Linked DNA regions of Mus musculus: all the other regions are linked to region 4. A link is a contact called in public ChIA-PET and HiChIP or PLAC-seq data. All regions are on one chromosome and are shown on one strand. The core of a region is the stretch at or near the end of the contact, and the rest is flanking DNA. Distances in the headings are between cores, read along the strand shown.

Region 1 (2,700 bases), core at 97-2,596, 140 kb before region 4:
TAAGAGAACAGGCTGTAGACTATCTCCCAAGAAATATGTGTGTAAGTTGAAAAAGCAAGGTAGCTGTCTGCTTGAGCTAGCTCCTTTAAGGCTATGAATGAGTCATATTTAAACAGAAATGCATACATGTCCTAACATTGATATAAAAAGAATATGTTGCTATCATACTGTCTTCTTACTTTTTTCAGGGATTACATATGAATCAGTAAGAGCCCAGTTTGTGCAGGAAAGGAAAGAAACATGACAGTTAACAGGCAGATGTCAGAGAACCGATCACTGAGAAAAGAAGTCGAAGTTTGAAACTAGTAGCTACTGATTGCAGTTTCCACTCCTAAGGCTGGAGAAACAAAAGGAAGACATGACTACACAGAAGATAAAGGAATTTCACTAAATGGAGATTTGGACCCATGAGAATTGGGTCCAGCCAGCGAGGCAAATTCTTCGTGTATCTGAAGAAGCTGGAAACTAGGACAGCTAACAGGTCCTGTCCCTCCTCCTCCAGGGCCCCCTACCGGTGTGAACTAGAAGCACAACTGAATAGCAGGGTCTGCTTTAACCCTCCAGAAGCCTTCAAATCCAATCCAAGACTCTTAGGACTCTTTGAGCCGGAAAAAAAACAGGAGTGAAAACAGGAGTGTAAGGCATTCTAAAAACGGCTGCATCTCTGACTGCCTCCACCACAAAAGGGGTTCTTTGTTCGTCTGTTTTGTTTTCTTTTAGTTATTGAGACTCTTCTAGATGTCTGTTGATTCAATTTTAGGGCTATTTCTCTTTATTTGTGCATTTGCAACAGGAGTCTATGGAGGAAAGAGAGAGTCTGCCTGAAGTACATGGTTAATTTGTTTCTTTTCGCATTGTGTTTAATGTTTACAGCTACCTAGAAAGGAGGAGCCCTGAGGTCTGCTTGCACATCTCTGTCACAGTGTTCCCTGGCTTTTCCTTTCTTTCTCTTAGCTGGGGGATGGCCCTCTCCCATTTGGGAGACTTCTATTGTGTTTTGAGGTTGCATCTGCTCTTCTGTAAAATGCAAAGATACCTGACTTCGGGGTGTGGGGAGGAAATCTCGACTAGGGTAAGCAGCATGCCTAACAGTAAGTTGAGAAATATGTACCTATTTCACCCTTCCAGCTTCTTCCGGGATGAAACCTGACATTTCAAGTGAATGATAAGACTCTGCTGTACTGAGTCAGAGCTCATCGGCTTCTCCATCACCCCCTGAAGCCTGTGTGGACTCAGAACTGAAACCCAGACAGCCACCCTCGCGTGGACTCCCTGCAGGGGGAGCTGGTTGTGCACAGCAGACTCTGGGCTCCATCGCCCGGGTCTCGCTGTTGCAGAGGAGCCCCGGGGAGGCCACGCCGCGTTCCCGAGATGTGACCCGAACTGACAGCCCATGCACACTCCCGGGACCCCGGCGCCGGGCCACCCGGACCCGCCGCCACTGTTGCTGCTCACGCTGCTTCTGCTGCTGGCCGCTTCGGGACGCGCAGGTAGGAGAGTCGCTCCTCTCGGCAAGGGCTACCTGGCAGGAGCCTGAAAGGGTCCACGCCGGGCTCCAGCTTGCTGAATCCGAGCTGGGGTTGGGGGGTACAGGGGTGGTAGTAGCCCTCCTGAGTGGCCCAAAACTTGTACCTCGAAACTGGTGACAGTGATGGCAAGGGGCGGCTCGCACTAAAACCTTGGCAAGTCCAAGATTCATAGCCTGTGGGAGCTTGGATCAGAGTTTGGAAAAGCCAAATCAGCCCCAAAAGGGTAAGCCACATCCCGTTTTCCTGGCAATCCTGACGTGTGCGTATACGTACTTCTGAGAAATAACAAAGCATAAAACAGTAAGACATAAAGCACTAGAAGGATTTTCTCTGTTGTTTTAAAGTTTAAACCGTAACCGCTGGAATTCAGAAAGCCAAGCTGATTCACTTTTTAAAAGTTTCTTTTTCTTTCTTTTTTTTTCCTTCTTTCTGTTTTTCTGCCATATAAAAACATACTCTTTAAAAAGCAAGGTATCTCAGCAAGGTATCTCACGGTTTCAATTAAAGACAACAGCCACAAAGCTTCCCAAAATATCAATTGTAATTTTATAAAATTGATTCAAGCACCTGTGCTCCAGCCTGGAAAAACCAGCGAGTGGGGAAAAAAAGTGAGACCTCAATCAGAGAAAACATGATGCTCACTACCTTTCAGAGGCCGGAAGCATGCACGCTGGCCTTGGAGCGGTTTCTGAACCGTGTAGTCTATACAAGAAGATTATTTTCTAAGTTCTAAATTTATGCAAGTATATGGTTATATTTTAATAATCCAAGATAAGCCAAATGTGAAAAGGCTTATTCAAATATCCCTGATATGAATTCATTTTCTGTTTTTAAAGCACAGTTGAAGTTTATTATAAAAGGTCTAGACAGAGATTTAAGTATGGTCATCAAGGGGGATGAGAGACAAGCATATGTATACACACATATACACACACATATACATATACATCTATATGAATGATTACGGGAAGATCTCTGCATACAGTGAGTGCAATAGAGCTACCATACTGAACTTGCTTGGTGTTAATGTGAGAAATAAAACTTGCTCACTAACTGGGCAAAATGATATTAGAAGGCAGCAATACTCCTAACTTAACAGCAAAATCTAAAGCAAACACACGCACACATAAACACACACACACACACACACACACACACCACTGGGCTTTTT
Region 2 (2,754 bases), core at 132-2,631, 250 kb after region 4:
TGGAGCAAGTCCCAGGAGGTAAGGGGTGCCTGTCTTACCTTCAGAAGTGTGAATTTCTAAGGCCTGAAGAAGAGCTAGATTGAATGGAATTTGTTAGAGTCCAGATCTTGATTTGTCTGTGTTGAGACAATGGTCAGATGGGTGACATGAACTTGACGCTACTCAGCAGGCAGTACAGACATTTTGAAACCGGTCTAGTTTCAGTCACTGTGGCATGGATTGAATGAAGCTAGCAACTGAGTATCCTATTACTGGCTGCCTTCAGAATAGGGATATTTTCATACATGTTCCTATGTTTCATACATGTTCCTATTTGAACCCAGGCAACCAGCAGAGTCTGGCCTACTGTGAAGAGCCAGTGCATTCTGGCTTCATTTAGTGTCACGCTATGTATTTGCTTTAAAGAGCTTGAATGAGTTTTGCTCACTGTTTCTCTTATCTTATAGGAAGCCTCTCTGCTCTCCTTCGTTCAAAATGGGGCCCATTAAAGGACAACGAACAGACGATTGGCTTCTATACGAAGCAGATACTGGAAGGATTAAAATACCTTCACGACAATCAGATAGTCCACCGGGATATAAAGGTAGGGTGCCCCATGCCTCAGCCTCCTGCGGTTCTTTCTGGGTACTACTATATCCGAAAATGTCATGTTGTGTTCTGAGTGTTCATTGTGAGTGGGGAGTAAGGAAATGGGAGCGGGTAACAGAGCTGCCAGTTCTTGTCCCCTGCGCACAGTTATGTTCATGCCATCGTCTTCCGTATGGTATAGCTTCCTTACGCACTGAAGCAGTAGACTTTGCTGCCATTCTGTGGGGTTTTCTAGGAGCTCTGTAGGGTGGACTTTAGTACTCCCATGTTGAACAGGACATGGCCTCTTCCTGAGGATCTGCCATGCCTATTAATCCTTATATAAAGTACTAAAATAAAAACATCGGCTTCTCTTGAAAAACTGAATGTTCAAAAGTAATAAACCTTAGCTTTTTGAAATTAAAATATAATTACATCATTTCCCTCCTATTTCCCCTTCTCTCTCTCTAACCCTTCCTCTACATCCCCTTGCTTTCTTTCAAGTTCATGGCCTCCATTTCTCTAATTGTTGAGATATATATTCCTAAATGTGTAAATACAATCTGCTCAGTCTATAAAGTGTTTCTTGATTTCAGGGCTGACCTCTTGGGATTGGATAACCAATCTGGGGGCTCCTCCCTGGGGAAGAGTTCTATTTCTCCTGCTCTCAGCATTGCTTATTTGCCTGTAGTTCTTTGTCTAGAGTGGATGTCCCATGAGATTTTTGACTTCCATGTTAGTGTGTCTGTTGGTGTCATCTTTGTCTAGGTCTTGTTTAAGCAGCCACGTTGATGAGACTTCCTGGGTGTAGCCTCTCTCACCTTTCTAGGAGAGGAAACCTCACAGCAAACTTTCTGTTACTTTCTGGATCTTACAATCTTTCTGTCTTCTCTTCTGCCATGACTCTCAAGCCTTTGGTGAAGGAGCTGTGTTGTAGGTGTATGGTTGGTCCAGGGTGACAGACAATACTGTCACTTCTCTGCATTTTGATCAATTACAGATTTCTTTATTGGTCTGTCTATTGCAAAGAGAAGTTGCTTTGATGAGAAATGAGAACTATACTTTTCTGTGGTCATAAGCATAAATGTTTTCAGAATGGAGTTAGGGGTCATGGCGCTTTAGTAGAGTGGTAGATAGTGGATCTCCTCCAAGGTTCATGACTTTATAGTCCCTTGCAATTGGCTGGGTTTCTAGTGCTAAGCTTGATTTCCCTCTTGTTGAGTGAACCTTAAGTCCAGTTAAGAACTCTTGGTTACCAGTAAATATGCTTACCACTATGCTCTTAGGGATACTGTGCGGTGCTAGTTTTGGTTCATAGGCATCATAGCTGGGTACTTCCTTTCTTTGGAAGCTTGCATGGCATCTTCTGCTACAACGAAGGCTCGGCCTCATGGAGGAAGCTCTAAAATCAGAGCCAGCTTGGATCCCTCATGTCTGTGTCCAAAGTATATGGTATGTTCAGCAACAGAGACTTCCGTTCAGCCTCTGGGAAGCATCCAAGGCAGTGACAATAGCCAGGTATAGGGAGTCTCTTCGACAACTCTAACCCACAGCTCAAAAGGCTACGTCTCATGCCTGGTGCTGGGGCTTTTGTTACTAGTGTATGGCTTCTGGGGAGAGCATTGTCAGCCCAGATGGGAAATTTCATATATATAGTATGTGTGCATATGTGTATATATGTATAGGCTTGCATGTCTTATATGTAATTCTGATAGATAATAACTGATTCCTTATGACTTTTTCTTACTCTTATTTTACCCTCTTCTCTCCTGCTTTATTAACTTCCCTCCACCTCCCTAATTACCAGGACAGCCAGAGGTACACAGAGAAACCCTGTTGCAAAAAAAAAAAAAAAAAAAAAAAAAAAAAAGTGCCCCTGCTTTTCCCTCTACAAGTCAGTTGCACCCAGATATTTACCTATATTGATTCCCACCATGCTCCATGGTTCCTTTTACCTTCTGGTTTCTGTGGTTAGTCTAGTTTATTTGCTCACATCTGAAGACTTGGAGCTAGGGACCACAGATGAGAAAGAACATGGGGCATTTGTCTTTCTGGGTTTGGGACATCTCACTCAACATGATCTTTTCTAGTTCTGTCCACCTGCCTGAAAAGTTTATGATTTCATTTTTCTTTACAGCTGAGCAGTCCCCCATGATGTATATGGTCCATGATTTCATTATCCGCGAG
Region 3 (2,700 bases), core at 51-2,550, 230 kb after region 4:
TCAAACACACAAGTGCAAGGAAGGTAGCAGGCAGCTGGCCCAAAGGAACATGAGCTTATTTGCTGGAGCCACTGAGCTACCGTAGCCTCTCAGCTACCCTGATCACCGGGTTGTTGCTTTGTTTCGTTCTGGTGTTTACTTAAAATTAAAGCACAGCAGTTACAACTAAAATTAAAGTTTAAATTTCATGACAGTAATTCTTGCAGGGTTTTTGAAAGCTGTTGTCTGGAAGTACAGGTGTTATTAAATAAACATCACCCTCGTGGGCTCAGTCAGATAATCGCCTCGTGAGGAGATATACATCAGGAAAACAACTTTGTTTTTAAAAAATAATAATATTAAATGATTTTATGATTTTTTTCCATTCATTGTTCCTCATCTTCTCCTGTGTTTCAGAAAGGTATACACGAGTGGAACTTCGGTGCTTCCTCTGTCAGGGGAGTGAGGTAAGGCTCCCTGGGCCATTTGGTGTACTTAGAAGACACGCTCCTGAGATATTCATAGCATATTTTATTAAATTAAATCATAATTTAAATTTGAAAAACATTTCAAGAACCGTTCTTTGTTATAAAGACTCAGCCTTCAGCCTCTCTCCCTGCTGCGAACGGTGCCTCACCATCATAGATCCTTGAGCTGACCCCATGCTTGTGACTCCGGGGTAAATGTGAACTGTGGCCTGGAGTCAGCATGTGGCTACAAGGGAGCCGTGTAGAGGTCTTCTCCCGCTGGCTGAGCTTTTAGTTAAGGCTGTAAGATGGCTTCCTGACCTTTGTGTTACCAGGATCTGTGGATCCAAGCTCTGCAGGACATCAACCAGGCTACACCCTGAACTCGAATTAATGATGACATACAAATAGGAAATTCATTAAATTTTCCCCCAAGGTTACTGTTGATGCAATTATGTTTGTGAGGTCACAGTGACAAGCCAGTTCAGTTCTAAAACTTTGTCATAATGCCAATGACTCAGAAAAAGAAAAAAAAAGTGCTCTCTCCTGGGGATTAGAAATAAGGTTATGGGTCAGAATCCAATGTCAGCAGTTAAGTGTTTGAAACTTTGTTGTCTAGAAGTCCGGGTCTCTAGACTCATTCAACATTCAGACCAAATTCTGTTTACTACTGTTTGTCCCCACCACCACCACCACCCCCCCCCCACCACCCCCATGGAAATGGGAGACAACAAACAGACTTCTGCAGGCGGGTTGTGCAATATCCTGTTGCTTTTGCAAGGACTGTAGTTGGTTTTGTTAGAGCATGAACTGGTAGAGTAGTGAGTCACAGATAATTTTAGTTTCCCCGGTAGAGCTACCTGTTACCTCATGAGTGATTGAATAGAAGCAAGCGAGATGAAGCGGCTGACTCATGTCTTTCCAATCAATACCTTCTCAAAGCTCTAAAAGCTTAATATTCAACTGCTAAAGCACTCGTCAGCAAGGTGCTCCTGACTTACTGCTGCCTTCTTCAACAGTCCTTCCACTATAGTTGCTCTGCATTTCCATTCCACCTCAACAGAGCTGTTTTACAATGAATTAGCCCTTGTTAATTAGGCCTGGCAGCCCATCCTTACCGTTCTCGTGACTCACGGCGTGTACATAGCATACCTCCTGCCATCTGGTGATTGCTGGTTCTGCTTTGTAACTTCAAAGACTGTCACCTTTACCTGGCTTCCTCCTCTATAAAGAAAGAGTGACAAACCGAGGAACAACCCAACCAGCTCTACAGTTTGCCTGGCATCACCCATGTACCCAGCTCAAGTCAGTGGCATTTATTGAGCACCACCTGTGTACCATATTGAGTCCTATTCTGCTAGAGATTTATAGGTGGCGAAGCTAGCAAGTCCTCTTGAATAATTTGCAGTCAGATGGGAAGGGGAACAACCAGTGATGGTGTGGTGTGAGGTGAGCAATGGCTTACTAGAAATGCATTTAGAGCCGAGAGCACAAAGCCTTTCTTCCTGGAGTAGAGATAGGGTAGCTAGGGTAGGGGAGGGCTCACCTGGCCTGAGATGATGATGACAGTCTTTTTTTAAATCTTGGAAAATAATAAAGTCTAGCCATGGTGACACACACCTGTAATCCTTGTACTCGGGAGGCCGGATCAAGAAAAACCTGAGTTCAGGGTCAGCCTGTGCTTTGTAGTGAGTGTGGGCTCACCCTAAGGCACACAGGAAGGCCATTTCTCAAAAACCAAATGAAGCTGCGTGTCCCCAAATGAAGAAAACCAAAGGTGACTGAATAAGGCTTGATAAGTTACGTTCATGGGCCAAATAGGGACCTTTGCTTGTTTTATCAATAAAGTTTTGTTAGACAACAGCCATGATCTCATTTGTAGCTAAGGCTTCCATGCTCCAATAGCAGAACTGAATGGTTTGGCCTGTAAAACCTAAAATATTTAACTATCAGGCCCATTACAGAAAACATTAGCCAACTTTTGGCATAAACCACCTAGCTTACCAAACTCCAAAGTCTTCATGTTGTTCTGCAGTAAAGCACTTGTTGTGTCCAGTTCAAGCTGGTCCACATTGCTTTGCTCCTTTAAAATCTCTATGGCTGGGCTGGAGAGATGGCTCAGTGGTTAAGAGCACCGACTGTTCTTCCGAAGGTCCTGAGTTCAAATCCCAGCAACCACATGGTGGCTCACAACCACCCATAATGAGATCTGACACCCTCTTCTGGTGCATCTGAAGACAGCTATAGTATACTC
Region 4 (2,700 bases), core at 160-2,659:
CCGGAAAGAGTGTTTCCCCTCTGCCCGCAGCTGGATTCCCCGGGGGTCCTCCCCGCCCCTCCTGCCCTTGAGCCCCGGGGCGGTTCCTTTTGCCTAGGGCCCGGGTACTGAGCCCAGGTTGCTCAGGCTTCACTCCCGTCTCTCCAGCTCCCCAACCCCGCGTGATCCGAGGAAGTTCCCGGCCCCCTTCCTTCCGGCTCAGTGCAGGGCTGGACTCCAGTTCTCTGCGCTGGCGACTCTCCATCCCTCCTGAGGAAGGGGCTGAACAAGAAAGACCCGGGTGGGGGAGGAAAGGGGTGGGGGTGGGGTGGCGGAAGCCTGGACACCTGGGGGGCAGGGCTGATGGAGGAGGCTTGAAGGCTGAGAGAGGCTGCGCTGGGTCTCAGAAGAAAAGTCCCTTTTGTGATCCCAAGGACCACTCAAAGCTCCCTGCCTCAGTATCCCCATCTGGCAGTGAGGGCGTTGCACCGAGTGGTCCCAGCGGTCTCTACCGGGTGGGTTGGGTGGACCAGGGTTGACGCGGGTCCCGCTCACCTGCCAGGGCGGCGCCGCAGGTGGTGATGAGCACGGCCGCTAGCACTCCGGGCGAGGGCGCGCCGTTCTTGAGCACCAGCACACCGATGAGCATGGTGACTAGGGGCAGGCAGCGCTTGAAGACTACGTACATGGGCAGGCTGAGGCCGCGCAGCGACCAGAGAGTGAGACTGGACTGCAGCGTGGAGAGCACGGCAACCCCAGCGAAGGAGCGAGCTAGGCTCAGGCCGAAGGGGGGCACGGCAATGAGCCCCAGGCGCCGCAGCAGCTCCAGGCTCAGCGCGGCGGTGGAGCTGGTCAGGCACTGCACCAGGGTCAGGAAGGAGAACTGGTAGCGGCTGATGAGGAACTTGAGCAGGATGTTGAGGGAGCCAGAAAAGACCCCGTGCGCGATCGCCACCGAGATGCCCAGCACGCGGCCCCGGCACAGCTGCCGCATCGCGCCGGCCCCGCCGTACCCCGCCGTGGCGGAGCTCGAGACTCGCAGGAGGTCGGCGGGGAGGCGCAGAGCGAGGGCAGCGGGGGCGCGGGCCGGGCGGCGGGACGAAGCGAAGGGCAGGGAGTGCGGGCTGGGCTGCGGAGGGCAGCTCCAGCCGGGCGTCCTCCCGGCTCAGCAGCTCCGCGTGCGACTGCCCCGCAGATGCCGGGAGGCGGGGGCGGGGGACTCCGAAAAGTGGCAGGGGTGGGGGACGGGTGTGAGAGGAGTGGCGGGAATCCTAGAGACCGCGACTTGGAAGTAGGTGAGGATCCCTGATGAGCTGTGTCCCGTGTGGTTCCTGGGTCAGAAGGATGCTCTGCGGAGTGCGGACTGGACCTGCTGAGGCGGCTGCCGCGGGGCGGGTGGAGCCTGCTTCCCTGGGGCATCCAGCGCCCACCGGGGTCGGCTCTCCGGGCGCGGCACCTCCTCCCTTCCCACAGTGGCAGAGCAGCGGGGTGCGTGCTGGGGGATCCCCTGCACAGCTAAAGACGGTATTAGAAACAACGCTCCAGCACTGAGCACCGTTCATTGGTCGCAACAAGTGACGGCGCCCCCAGCCCGGTGGCCCGCGAGTTGCAGCGGATTTTCCACCCACGGTCTCTCTCAGCGCTGCACGGGAAATGAGACACGTCGGTGCTGGAGGGCGGCGGGCCCCCTGACATTAGATCCCAGGGCCTTAAAAGAACCAGCTGCTGGGGAGTGCTTTGGAGCCCCGAAGTTGGCCTTTTCTGGTGCCAGGCTGTGAGCTTGGGTTCTGCGCCCCTCCCAGAAAAGGTCCTGAGATCCTGCGTGGCGCTGCAGGAGCTTTCCTTATGGAGAATGGCGTCTGGGCATCGGGTCGTGGGAATGGAGGGACACACTTAATTTAGGCAAAGATATAAAATAGGCAAAAGCAGACACTAACCGAGGGCAAGCTGATAGTACTAGCAGTGAAGGAGCGTGAGGGGAAGGAGCCCAGAGGCCAGGTAGAGATAGATGGACTGCTGAAATGACGAAAGGGAGAAAGCAGAGGGTGTGTGACGCAAGGATGAACCATAGACACTCCACCCTGTCCAGGTGTTCCGGAGAACGGTTTTTGAATTCCAGGGAACCGGCTTCAGATAGTAGGATTGTGTGGGTACCACTTTCCCTCGCCAGAGAGCACTCCTCTGCCCCATTGTGAAAAGTGCGCATGTGTTCCTCCCTACTTTACCTTTTGTGACTACCCCCACCCCCACTCGCTCCAGGTCCTTCCACCCCCACCCCAGTGAGGCTTTGATCTGAATTCACTTGCAGGCAAGTTACGTTCTGACCCTCAGAAAACTCAGCAGCGCAGAGCCACTAGCTTGGCTTCTGTAATTGCCAGCTACAGTCGTTTTTTTTTTTTTTTTTTTTTTTTTCCCATGCTATTTAAAATTTATAGTGATGTCCAAGCTTCCGCTGAGAAGCTAAGGATTTGAGGTCTCTGGTCTCTGTGTCACGTCCCTTTCAGTCACTGGGGTCTCATCTCTTAACGACTGGAATTTCAAACCTTTAAACACCACATCTCCTTGCCTGGGCACATGGGTACATTTCCTCGAAATCTTTTATCTTTATGGTTTTCCACTTCTATGATGCACCCAACCGTGGGGTACAGATGTAGAAACGGATTATAAGCTCAGCAGGAGGAAGAAATTGGAACAGGAATTAGAACCAGGTTCACTGCAGTT

Evidence for each region. ChIA-PET counts read pairs in DNA pulled down with a chosen protein or histone mark. HiChIP or PLAC-seq counts read pairs in DNA pulled down with a chosen protein or histone mark.
Region 1: an H3K4me3 HiChIP or PLAC-seq map of embryonic stem cells shows a contact between it and region 4, with 8 times the contacts expected there. The contact joins the promoter of Il20ra here to the promoter of Slc35d3 in region 4. A contact is called at or near these places in 7 of 39 promoter capture datasets (the 3T3-L1 cell line, embryonic stem cells, hippocampal neurons and 2 more), 3 of 15 datasets of contacts at CTCF or cohesin (CD8 T cells, the NIH/3T3 cell line and large pre-B cells), 10 of 484 Hi-C or Micro-C datasets (cortical neurons, embryonic stem cells, megakaryocyte progenitors and 1 more), 18 of 115 datasets of contacts at active chromatin or transcription factors (astrocytes, bone marrow-derived macrophages, cardiomyocytes and 9 more) and 3 of 9 other capture datasets (adipose tissue, embryonic stem cells and liver).
Region 2: a contact with region 4 is called in an RNA polymerase II ChIA-PET map of effector CD8 T cells, with 5 read pairs. The contact joins the enhancer-like site here to the promoter of Slc35d3 in region 4. A contact is called at or near these places in 6 of 115 datasets of contacts at active chromatin or transcription factors (effector CD8 T cells, embryonic stem cells, fetal liver and 2 more) and 1 of 9 other capture datasets (embryonic stem cells).
Region 3: an HNF4G HiChIP or PLAC-seq map of pancreatic cancer cells shows a contact between it and region 4. The contact joins the enhancer-like site here to the promoter of Slc35d3 in region 4. A contact is called at or near these places in 2 of 39 promoter capture datasets (the C10 cell line and hippocampal neurons), 9 of 484 Hi-C or Micro-C datasets (Th1 cells, differentiating embryonic stem cells, embryonic stem cells and 2 more), 4 of 115 datasets of contacts at active chromatin or transcription factors (embryonic forebrain, embryonic stem cells, pancreatic cancer cells and 1 more) and 3 of 9 other capture datasets (embryonic stem cells, liver and pancreatic islet).

The regions. Positions count from the first base shown.
Region 1 is chr10:19,711,241-19,713,940 of GRCm38.p6, forward strand. It overlaps Il20ra (interleukin 20 receptor, alpha), which reads left to right and starts at 1,347. Exons shown (of 7, transcript NM_172786.2): 1 at 1,347-1,490. The coding sequence starts at 1,394. All of the region lies in intron 1 of Gm33332 (a long non-coding RNA gene), which reads right to left.
Region 2 is chr10:20,099,615-20,102,368 of GRCm38.p6, forward strand. Map3k5 (mitogen-activated protein kinase kinase kinase 5) reads left to right here. Exons shown (of 30, transcript NM_008580.4): 16 at 1-18; 17 at 447-583. Among named protein-coding and RNA genes, the nearest start is that of Map7, 70 kb to the right of the region's middle. Within about 2 kb of position 1,382, at least 3 of the 459 cell types and tissues checked have an H3K27ac peak or open chromatin away from gene starts, as enhancers often do. A contact at or near this core is called in effector CD8 T cells and memory CD8 T cells, where this site is marked.
Region 3 is chr10:20,076,086-20,078,785 of GRCm38.p6, forward strand. Map3k5 (mitogen-activated protein kinase kinase kinase 5) reads left to right here. Exons shown (of 30, transcript NM_008580.4): 12 at 397-446. Among named protein-coding and RNA genes, the nearest start is that of Map7, 94 kb to the right of the region's middle. Within about 2 kb of position 1,301, at least 104 of the 459 cell types and tissues checked have an H3K27ac peak or open chromatin away from gene starts, as enhancers often do. A contact at or near this core is called in liver and pancreatic cancer cells, where this site is marked.
Region 4 is chr10:19,850,050-19,852,749 of GRCm38.p6, forward strand. Slc35d3 (solute carrier family 35, member D3) reads right to left here and starts at 1,410. Exons shown (of 2, transcript NM_029529.3): 1 at 535-1,410. The coding sequence starts at 973.